4 separate regions of the Zea mays genome follow, and regions 1, 2 and 3 are each linked to region 4. The links are chromatin contacts, called in public Hi-C maps. All regions are on one chromosome and are shown on one strand. Each heading gives the region's core, a stretch centred on a gene start, on an enhancer-like site or on the middle of the called end of the contact. The rest is flanking DNA. Distances are from core to core; before and after follow the strand shown.

Evidence for each region. Hi-C and Micro-C count contacts between places; a contact is called where the count stands out from the background.
Region 1: a contact with region 4 is called in a Hi-C map of bundle sheath, with 6 times the contacts expected there. The contact joins the enhancer-like site here to the promoter of LOC103635154 in region 4. A contact is called at or near these places in 3 of 25 Hi-C or Micro-C datasets (bundle sheath, ear and tassel).
Region 2: a contact with region 4 is called in a Hi-C map of leaf, with 4 times the contacts expected there. The contact joins the enhancer-like site here to the promoter of LOC103635154 in region 4. A contact is called at or near these places in 4 of 25 Hi-C or Micro-C datasets (leaf and seedling).
Region 3: a Hi-C map of endosperm shows a contact between it and region 4, with 2.5 times the contacts expected there. The contact joins the promoter of LOC100283072 here to the promoter of LOC103635154 in region 4. A contact is called at or near these places in 6 of 25 Hi-C or Micro-C datasets (bundle sheath, ear, endosperm and 2 more).

What each region holds. Positions count from the first base shown.
Region 1 is chr8:47,247,416-47,250,115 of Zm-B73-REFERENCE-NAM-5.0, forward strand. No RefSeq gene overlaps it. Among protein-coding and RNA genes, the nearest start is that of TRNAW-CCA, 130 kb to the left of the region's middle. Within about 2 kb of position 1,271, at least 18 of the 20 cell types and tissues checked have an H3K27ac peak or open chromatin away from gene starts, as enhancers often do. A contact at or near this core is called in bundle sheath, ear and tassel, where this site is marked.
Region 2 is chr8:47,043,241-47,045,940 of Zm-B73-REFERENCE-NAM-5.0, forward strand. No RefSeq gene overlaps it. Among protein-coding and RNA genes, the nearest start is that of LOC103635158, 23 kb to the right of the region's middle. Within about 2 kb of position 1,306, at least 19 of the 20 cell types and tissues checked have an H3K27ac peak or open chromatin away from gene starts, as enhancers often do. A contact at or near this core is called in leaf and seedling, where this site is marked.
Region 3 is chr8:46,998,667-47,001,366 of Zm-B73-REFERENCE-NAM-5.0, forward strand. LOC100283072 (rapid alkalinization factor 1) reads right to left here and starts at 1,362. Exons shown (of 1, transcript NM_001155974.2): 1 at 629-1,362. The coding sequence starts at 1,264. The coding sequence ends at 938.
Region 4 is chr8:46,446,687-46,449,386 of Zm-B73-REFERENCE-NAM-5.0, forward strand. It overlaps LOC103635154 (ABC transporter C family member 14), which reads right to left and starts at 1,446. Exons shown (of 13, transcript XM_020542610.3): 1 at 1-1,446. The coding sequence starts at 1,229.

The DNA.
Region 1 (2,700 bases), core at 21-2,520, 800 kb after region 4:
GGCAGATCTCCAACTGGGACGACCTGGTCCAAGCCTTCGCCGGCAATTTCCAGGGCACGTACATGCGCCCTGGGAACTCCTGGGATCTCCGAAGCTGCCGACAGCAGCCAGGAGAGTCTCTCCGGGACTACATCCGACGATTCTCGAAGCAGCGCACTGAGCTGCCCAACATCACCGATTCAGATGCCATCGGCGCGTTCCTCGCCGGCACCACCTGCCGCGACCTGGTGAGCAAGCTGGGTCGCAAGACCCCCACCAGGGCGAGAGAGCTGATGGACATCGCCACCAAGTTCGCCTCTGGCCAGGAGGCGGTTGAGGCCATCTTCCAGAAGGACAAGCAGCCCCAGGGCCGCGCACCAGAAGATGTCCCTGAGGCGTCAACTCAGCGCGGCGCCAAGAAGAAAGGCAAGAAGAAGTCGCAAGCGAAACGCGACGCCACCGACGCGGACCTTGTCGCCGCCGCCGAGTACAATCACATGATATGCCAATGCTTATGATGTCATGCTCAAGTTTTAGTGGCAGTAACACCAGGGGTGTTACAGCTATGAGGTCATGGGTTCGAGAACCACAAAAATCGGAGTTACCGTTATAAAGTTATGAATTTTCGAAGGTTTACGTGTTTTAAACAGGAAAACTATGTCCTATGTTGATTATTATAAATCATGTGAGAAAGATATTCCTAAGAAAATCATTAATTTAATTTTAATTCAAGTTATAACTTGATTAGAAAGCATATTTTAGTCAAATTATAACTAGGGACTGAAAACATTACTTTAATTTTAATTAGAGAAGTTAATCAGATGAACATAGGGTAAACACATTATTTAAAAACATGTTACATGATAAAAATAAGGTTACCAAAGGGTAGATATTTTATTACGAAGCTAACACAACTTGAACAGGGAAAATCGGAGCAGAAACGAAGAAGATATGACTTTCCTAAGGTTTTACATTTATTTTTACACTTAAAACTATTTTTTTCCAGATTTCTTTTAAGCTTCGCGGACTGCGCCCACTATTCTCTAGAATCTCAGGGGGTCAAATGCAAATTCCAGGACCCATTGGTGATGGTTCTTTCATTGCCGTGGACTGCGGGATAAATCTGTAAAACTACGAGGGTTTCTTAATAAGATAGCCATGACTGGCACATGCGCGTGACTTTTGGCCCTCAGATCCTCATCAGACGGCTAGAGTTAAACCCGAACAGGTATGCACCCGCGGTCGACCGATCACGATCCGAAGGTTCAGATTTTAAAGTGATGCGAGCGAATCTGGTGCGTACATCAAAGATGAACGGTCACGATTCTATTAGATGAAAGGGTACGCCTATGACCTAATCTGGGTCGTTCATTGAATCAAGGGTCACCGCACCGCCCCCAACCACACCCTGGCTGCCAGGCACCACCCAGAGATGGCGGCACCGCCGCGCGGCGAGGTACGCCGGTGAACGGCCGAATCAAAGCCGCGGCGCAAAAATTGGTCACGGGTGGGCGCAACACACCGAGGAGGGTCATCCGAATTGATTAAATAGCTTATCACCAGTAATGGAGGCAGCAACAGGGTTGCCCACGGCGTCACGCGGATCCGCAGCGGTGTTTGGTCGACGACGAGCAATCTCGCGATTGTCGATCCATTGCGCGCCCAGCAAGATTCTCACCGGTTGCAGAGGGCGCGACGATCCGGAAATCAGAGTTTTCATCGCGCGGCGCAACCATCCTTCACTCACCCATCAATGGCGCTCCGGGATGCACGGTGCCCATGGTCGCAGAACCCATGGTGACTAGAGGGATGGCTCGATTGATGAAAGGCTTAGGTTTTTATAGTGCGACGAAGTTCGGATTTGATCCATCATCCAGAATTGCGCGCGCGGATATCGTGGCGGAGATCGCGGCGCCCCCAAGTGGTTGTTACCGCTCCCACTTCTGATCCATGGGGGGGGGGGGGGGGGGGGAATAGAGCTAGCACAGGGTCCTCCCGGCAGCGCCTGAACATGGATCGCCCGCATGGCAGAGAAGGTCATGCCACGCGTGCGAGCCGAGTAGAACCTTCCTTGTCGCGTGAGTGTACTCTGTGGGGAAGACGTTCCTGACGAGTCGGCCCCACGAGCCAGCTACACCAGGGTCTGAGAGATCCCTCCCGTGACCATGCTGTGCTGGGCTGCCACGACGGGCCCACCCAACAGCGTCAGGCGCACGCCAGCGGGAAGCAAAAGATTGGCCACTAGCCCACTAGGCCCATGGTGTAAGCGCGCGCGGCGTGGGGAAAATGGAGGAGTGGGCCTCCAGGGAGGTTTCAGCCCAAGTGCTTTTGTTCTCTTTTTTTTCTAACTTTATTTCCTGTTTTGTTTCTCCTTTTTATTTTAAACCTAAAATTTGAATTCAAATCTTGTTGCGAATTTGTACTAAAATTTGAATGTATGTTTTGAACATGCCATTATGGGATGGGTTTCTTTTCTTGTAAATCTATTTTGTCTTTCATAATATCTCTCTCTTTCTTTTTTTTCTGTATTATTTCCAATTCCCTAAATTGTACTTTTTGGTTAAATCTAAATTATCAAACTATTATCATATTTTCATTAGTATTGTTTTATTATTAAATGCACAAACAAACAAAACCTCAACATGATACAAATTTTATTGAGGTATTATTTATTTTAAACATGTCTCCTAATAATTCTTAAGAATGAGAAGGCATTACACA
Region 2 (2,700 bases), core at 56-2,555, 600 kb after region 4:
CACCCTCAACAAAAATATACATATGGTTGAATTAAAATAATTCATGATAAAGATTATACATTAACCTCTCCTTTAGTAAATAAGTATTAACTTCTGAATATCTATATCTATATATATATATATATATATATATATATATATATATATATATATATATATATATATATCTGATTTAGCTACCCATTCATAATAACCTTTTATTAAATGGAATCATGTGTGTGTGCATTTCATATTTAAAAGCATTATTTTTTCTGGTTAGAGACAAAGAATGAATAAACTTGCATCATGTTGAATCCTTGCTTGTGCATATTAAATATTTGAACCTCAACTTAGACTTGAATTCAAAATAAGAATTTGTATAAAAGAGAAAACTGAAAATAAAAAGGAAAATGGAAAAGAATAAAGGAAACCAGCGCTTGGGCCATTTTCCCTGACCGGCCCACTTCTCCAACTCGCGCTGCCCACATAAACCACGCGTGTTCCTCCCTCTGCGACTGCCTCACGGGCTCCGCATTGCCGGTCACTGCAGCGCGCGCCTGGGTGTGCCATTTCGCCAACATGTGGGGCCGCAAGTCAGTCCCACACCGCCTTCTCCGCGCGCAGCGAATCACCGCCATGTGGGGCCAGCCGCGCAGAAGCTCCATCTACCTCCCCTCAACAAACTCGCGCGCATCTCTGGCTATTGCGACCGCGCGCGGCAGCACTGGAATCCGACCGAAATTCTCGCTGGTGGTTGGCATCATCCCTCCGCGCGGACCCTGCCACTGGTGTATAAAATCCTCCTCGCCATAAGTCTCGGGCCGCGGTGTCCTTCGCCTCACCGCCGGGGAAATTGAGCCGTCGGCGTAAATCCATAGTCTCACCGCCGTTGTCAAGCCCTCGATCATCGATCTAGGAAGGAGCGCAATGCAGAAGGATGGTGGATAGGGGAGATCGAGGGCGCAGTCTGTTCGGAGTACTGTGGATTGTTCGCCGGGTGGAGCACTTCGCCACCGTGCGCTACTCCTTGCGTGCAGAGTCTTGAACGACAGAATCCCAGGTGATTTAAGCATTACTGAGTTCGCTATTTACCCCTCGATGTGCCGCTCCGGTTCGAATTAGGAATAGGGCTCAGCGTCGCTGGGGCGGCTATCGCCGGCAAGGGCGCCGCCACTGGGAGCCAAACGGTGTCGCCATCTGGTGTTGGGGCAGGTGATGGGTCGGGGGCCGTTAATCGACCAAAGAATGGCTCAGGTTAAATCTACCCAATGCTCGATCTCGGACCGTTCATATTAGATCCAAGGTATGAGGTTGGTTGGCTTTCATAAGTGCTAGGCCACTGATCTCTGATCCGGTGGCTACATTTATATGGCGCTTTAGGCAATCAAGGATCTAATCAGAACCGTTGAAATTTGATCCAACGGTCGCGATCCTTGCGTACCCCTTCGCCACGGCACTTTTCCGAAAGAAACCCTGGGGAAATCCTGAACTAACCCGCCAGCTCCTGTGGTGTAAGAATATTACACGGGTGTCCTTAGAATTTACAAAATAGCCCTTGGGAACCTTAATTTGATGCAAAGTGAACCCTGAAACTTGTTTATTGCATAACTTACTCATTTTAATTCCGATTTGACCCGTTCCGGTTGCGTTAGTTTCATAATAACATTATGTACACAATAACAACATTAGTTTTATCATAACACATATTTTTGTAGATGGATATTGTTTAATCTATGTTTAGTAAATTAAGCTTGCTAATCAAAGTCAGCCTATCTATGATTATAACCTGACTAAAATATGATAATAACCCTAGAAGAAGATGTAGTAAAATGGAGACAAGTGTGTCGGCTAAGCTAACAAGCATGACAAAGGCCCTCAAAATGTACCTGATTACAAGAAGGATGTAAACTGCTGGAGATCTTGGTCATGACGTGTCACACCTGTTTCTAAGGGCAGAGTCGGGTGCATCGCATATGTGTGCCAGGATCTATTTCCACACATATGTTTATGTCACAAGTGTAATATATCAAAAGAACAATGCATAAAAGCGTAAATAACGATTATATTAACAAATTACACTTCGAATAGACATAATGTCTTAACCTTTATTCATCAAAGTACAGTGAAACATGGACATCCATCTACAGGAAGATGACCGGGGGTGTCACTAGACTAGCATCCATGGAGCTCATCATCATAACTTCATCTGCAAACTTCTGATCAAAATTTAAGCAAGGGTGAGCTCACTTATGGTTGGGGCTCAGCAAATGGGGGAAAATTAATGCAAGTTTAACAAGGTGAGGCTAAGGTTGAGCAGTAAGCATTTTAGTTGGTCAACATTTTATTAACAACACCTGTCTTACTAATAAGTGTGAATCCCATGTATTCCCATTAAACAAAGGTATAAGAGTATATCAAAAACACTTAAGTGAAACCACTTAAGCAAACCATTGGTAGATCATCGGATCTCGATTTATTTCCATCTTCAAGTTCAATTATCATGTGAGGAGTCCAGGCTGCTCTTAATCGTGAGCACGGCTGATATATCAGTTTTACACTCTGCAGAGGTGGCGCATCTTTACCCATGACTCACGATTCCCTTCTAGCCCGGGTTAGTTAGACCCGTATTCACTTCCGAGGTGAATGTCTAGGGTCTCACTACGAGGCTTTTCCCTAGAGTCCTCATTATGCAAATGTTGAAAATGGTCAACTTCATAAGGT
Region 3 (2,700 bases), core at 112-2,611, 550 kb after region 4:
CTCCTAGATATAATCTGGTTCTCTATTACATAGATGGACAATATGAGAGTAAAGCCGCAAACAATCTCTACACATCACCTTGGCTTCGTTATTAAATTGGGTCACACACTAGTAAGCCTAATTCTAACCATTTATGTAGGTTTGGTTTGAGAAATATGGTAATAGTCTATTATTTTTCCATTCCTCGTTTTATTGTTGGGTTCCTGGAATAGAATGATTTGATTTATCATTATTTAATATCTTGTAGGCTCGGCTCCTCCAGAAGGAAACGATAAAAAAGGAAAGAAATAGACCCCAGAACTGTTGTTCTATTCTTCTGCCCGTTTCGAAACGCCCAGATAATTAATAACAGAAAAGGCTCTCGTTGACCTCGCTTCCTCCGAGGCATGATCTATGGCTGGTGGCAGGCAGCAGCCCAGCAGGCAAAATTGTCAGGCACGCAAGATGTCAGAAGAATTGCAACTTGCTCAGACCAAGCAAAGAATCGCTACGCTATCAGTATAATTACTTGCAGCGAGGACAAAAAAATAAAGAAAGAAACTTGAAATCATGGAGCTGGTTGTTGCGACTTGCGACGCGGACCCGTGTCACCGTGTGGCTATCTTACAATCACAATCACACAGGTTGACGGGGAAATCGTCATCATCAGTTTGTAGTTTATACACCAGCTGCTCGAAAATCATGGAATTTACAGGACCGGAGCGAGAGAGAGATACTCCAGTCATAACCCACAACCAACACAATCATTCTCGTTAAAATCAATCAACAAGAGAAACAAAATCAATCAACAAGAGAGAGAGAGAGAGAGAGTAGCGTACATGTACCAATAATCGATTAAAGGGGCAGGGAGGGAGATGAATGATTTTCTCCGTATCAGCCAACAACGGCGCAGGATAAACGGATATGAACCTCCTCTTCCTATTGGCGGACGCCGAGATCAGCCGCGGCAGCGTGTGATGGCGGAGCAGCCGCGCGAGTAGGGGTTAGCCTGCCCGCCGGGGCGGCAGTTGTAGTAGGAGGCTCCCCGGACGGAGCAGGGCACGTTGTCCCTGCGCAGCGCGCCGTAGCTGAGGTAGCCGCCGCCCTGCAGCACCCGGCACGCCACGGAGTCCCCGCCAGGGAAGCCGAACTCCTCGTCCTCTCCCGCGCCCACCACGCGGAGGTCCCAGCCGAGGGACGCCGCCGCCGGCACGTCGCCCGACGCGCGGGCCAGCACCAGGAGCAGGAGGAGCGGGAGCAGGAGCGCGCGCGTCGGCCTCGCCATCGGCGGCGGCGGATTGCGATGGAGAATGGAGGAGGGGGCAGGGGAGGTGAAAGAAGTGTGGGTTTGGTGCTCTGCTGTCTGGTGCTGCTATGGCGAAGGGATGCCGGGGAGGCGGGGAGGGTAGGACTAGTAGGACCGACTGGAGTGGAGCGGAGCGGATGAATGGAAATATGGAATGGAATAGAATGCAAATGCAGGAATGCGCGTGACCTGGTGGCTGGTGCACGACTGCACGGCCAGTCGGCGCAGCCTGCGTGTGCCGGTTTCCGTTACAGGACGCGCCCGGATTGGCTGGTTTGGCTCAGCACCCAACACCGGCTCACGTGTGACGTGTGGAATGAGTGACGGAGAAACCCCATGGCCGTTGCCGTTGCCGTTGCCTGCCGTTCAGTTGAAAAAAGGGAAATACAGTACCTTCATTACACGCCCGAGTCCTGTCTTCAGTTGCACTCCCTTTGTCACTCTCCACCGAGTATACTTCTGTTGATGCATTTTTCGGACACCAATCACTTAACACGAATCGTGGCGGTTCTCTCTGCATAGGGGCGGATGGTCCGCGGCAGGGGCCGGACGGTCCGCGACCTAGCGCAGGGCTAGGGTTTTCTACCTGCCGGCCGGACGGTCCGCGTGTGCGCAGGGGGGGCGAAGGTTGCCGGCGGCGCCTGGATCTCGCTCCCGAGAGGTACCCCGTCGGGGAGGAGAGATCCTAGGAGTTGTCTAGGCTCGGGCAGACCGACCTAGACTCCTCTAATCGACGTAGAGTCGAAGAGAAGTTGAGAATTTGAGAATTGAGAGGCTAAACTAGAACTAGACTAGAACTACTCCTAATTGTACAGGAAATAAATGCGAGATAAAAGTGTTATTGATTCGATTGATGATTACAAATCGGTCGTATACCTCTGTATTTATAGAGGAGGGGGGCTGGACCTTTACAAACTAATCTTCCGAGCTAATTCCGTGAATTTAGCTAACAACCGTAGCACAAAACTCGGAACCCTAATCTGCTCTGCGCACGCGCGGACCGTCCGCACCACCAGTGCGGACCGTTCGGTCCTCATTTTGGTACTCAACATATGCCCCCTGCCTTTTGGTGTAGCTGAGCGAACCAAAAGCAACTAACTCGATGTGATCACATCGGTTTTCTTAGACATCTTGCCACCTACTAGGATAGTACGCAAGGGTCTTGTTCCCGATGGTTAACTCAACGGACGTGACCCGTTTAGCTTTGATCAGACTGTCAGTCCTAATATCGCCGAGTGTCGTACTGGTCTTGACCAATTCGTCATCTTGCTTTCCTAATTTTCTGAGTGTTCTGGGGTTGTACCGTCTGCGCCCTGTACGGTTGGTCCGGTCTTTATAGCCGAACTGTCTGCCATACGTGCAAAGAGCTGCATAGTTGTTGTTTTATTTTCTGTCTTTGTGGCCGTTTGATTTTT
Region 4 (2,700 bases), core at 196-2,695:
AGGCCCTTGCGGTACAGCGCCACGATGAGGGCGCCCCGGATCTGCATCCCCAGCTTCTGGCAGTGGAAGTTGTACTGGTGGCTGCACAGCGCCTCCGCGCACTTGGCCGCCAGCAGCGTCGCCACCAGCCGCGCGCCCTCCCCGAACGGCCGCTGCCCGCCGGCGGACGTGAAGTCCACGAAGCTCTGGATGAGCGTCGGGCCGACGTACATGACGGTCAGCCGGAGCAGCGCCAGCAACGCGTTCAGCAGGAACTGCGCCCAGAAGGTCCGGAACAGCGTGTGCCGGACCGGGTTGTTGTCCTTGGACGCCCACGCCGACGGCCAGTGCAGGGTGAAGAGCTCGTGCATGCGCTCTGGGCGGTGGGACGGTGCCAGCGTCGGCACGTCCGACAGCTCCAGCGCCGCGCGGTGCCCGCGCTGCACCAGCGGGTTCATCCAAGCCCACGTCGCGCGCGAAGCCCACGACGCCGTCGCGTAGGGGGTCACGTTTTTCTCCGTCGCCTTGTTGCTTGCCGTCTCCTCCTCCGCCGCCCCGGTGGCGTCGTTGACCACCGCCACGGATATGCCCGTCGACCCGAGGATGGAGAGGACCGGGAGGGGAAGGGACAGGACCAGCGCCGCGATCGCGAGCGCGTCGTCCGGGAGCCTAGCGGCGGCCACCACGAGGCGCGCGACGGAGGTGCCGGCGAGGAGCGCCGTCAGCGCGGGCGCCGCCAGCCAGTACAGGCGCAGGGCCAGCGGGTGCGCCGCCGCGCGGAACCGCTTCTCGTGCGCGACGACGGCCGCGGCGGCCAGGTGCGCCGCGCACTGCAGCGCCAGGAACACCGCCTCCAGGGCCTCGCCCTCTCCGCCGCCTCTGTTGACCAGGGAAAGGACGAGCAGCGAGGCGTAGAACGCGGCGAGGACACCGGACGCCGCCAGCGCGACGACGAACCCGGCGCCGACCCGAACCCCGGCCCGCCCCCCGGCCCTGTCCAGCAGCGGCTGCTTGTCGCCGTTGAGGGCGCCGCCGCCATGGCGTCGTCGCCGTGTGGAGATGAGCTTGGCGGCGCCGAGGCAGAGCAGCGCGACGAGGAAGACGGCGGACGCGGCGGAGAGGAGCATCTGCTGCGAGCACGTGGAGAGGAAGAGGAAGGCGACCCATTCCCCGAGCCCCGCGGCGGGCGCGGATGGGAGGTCGCAAGCCTCCGTGGTGAGCCACCAAGGCGGCTGCGACGCGAGGGCCATGCGGCGGCCGGGCGGGTTCTGGTGATCAGGGGCGGCGTGGCATGCAGAGGCTGACGAGGGAGTGTGTGGCTTGGCTGCGTGCCAGCCAGACGCCCAGTCCCCAGACGAGAGGAGGGGAGGGGAAGGAGGGGAGGGGAAGGAGATGCACTGACGCAGAGCAAGGAAGGCTGCTTCTTATTGTTTGGTTGCGGACTCGCGGTGAGTGGCAGAGACGACGTGTGCCGGGGCAGCCGAACGGAACAGAACTGCCAGCGGAGGGGGGCCAATAGCGGCTGGCTTTTGTGTGGTGTGGTTCCACAATCCAGCATCCCGTGGATCCGTGCTGAGAACCATGCGCTTGTCTCCGCCGCTGCCGTGCTACAGCGGGCGGCAAACGGCGCGGTCAACATGACGTGTGCAGTCGTCTGCCTGCCGTGCCTTCTTACTAAGCACCATATGGCACCCACGTATTCCGTCCTAATCTTTGCGTCGCCAGAATATGCATCACGCCTCTACAAGGCAGCTTCATGCACAGCATAAGGCTGGTGTAGGGATGGGGGAGTTCCCCGCCACCAATAGCTCCCATCCTCGTACCCGCGATGCAAAAATTTTCCTGCGGGATCTCCACAAACCGCTTATGGAAAACATTTCTTCCTCATCCCTGTTTCCCACGGTGATAAATCCACAACGGAGATCTCCATCCCCGTTTAAATTATAATTAAAACATACGTTCTTTGTTATTGATGTTAAACATTATCACTTATACATATTGTTAGATATAAAAAATTATTATGCATACATCAAAATGAACACATTTGTACTACCACATGTCTACCAAATTTTGTCACTCTATTTAATCCAATATTCTAAAACCATTATAACCAAATGATTTGACTAATAACAATTCATGTACATATACTAATAATTTACATACACATGGATTTCGAATCCCAACATCCCAATACAATAATTTGTAAAATCTCATACACTAGTTCAAAGCATGTTTTTGAAAATTAACAAAACTATTTCGGATTGCTCACAACCTGACGATAAACGGCGATGACAGACGATGGCGGCCGGTCCGGCGAGGCACGGTGGGGGACATGGCTCGGTCGCGTGTCAAGGCGAGGGTTCGGTACGATGGGGCTCGGCACGGTCCCAGACGGTCCGGACGGGGGCTCGGATGGTATGGACGAGTTCCGGTGTGGGCGTGCAGAGGCTCGGCGAGCTCGGGCGCTCAACGGCGAAGGCGTGAGGAACCCTTAGCGACGGAGAGGAAATGGGGGCGAGCTCGACAGGGGATAGGGGGAGCTCGGCTGCCCTTTTATAGAGGAGGAGGGGGAGGGGAGAGGACGCCGAGGGAGAGGAAGGGACGCCGGTGTCCATCAAAGCCATTGATGGCGTCTGTTTCCTTAGTGGAGTGAATGTGAGAAGGAGAGGAAGATCCAACGACGACAGTTTTAGGCGCAGGTAGGCGAGGGGTTGGACGCGG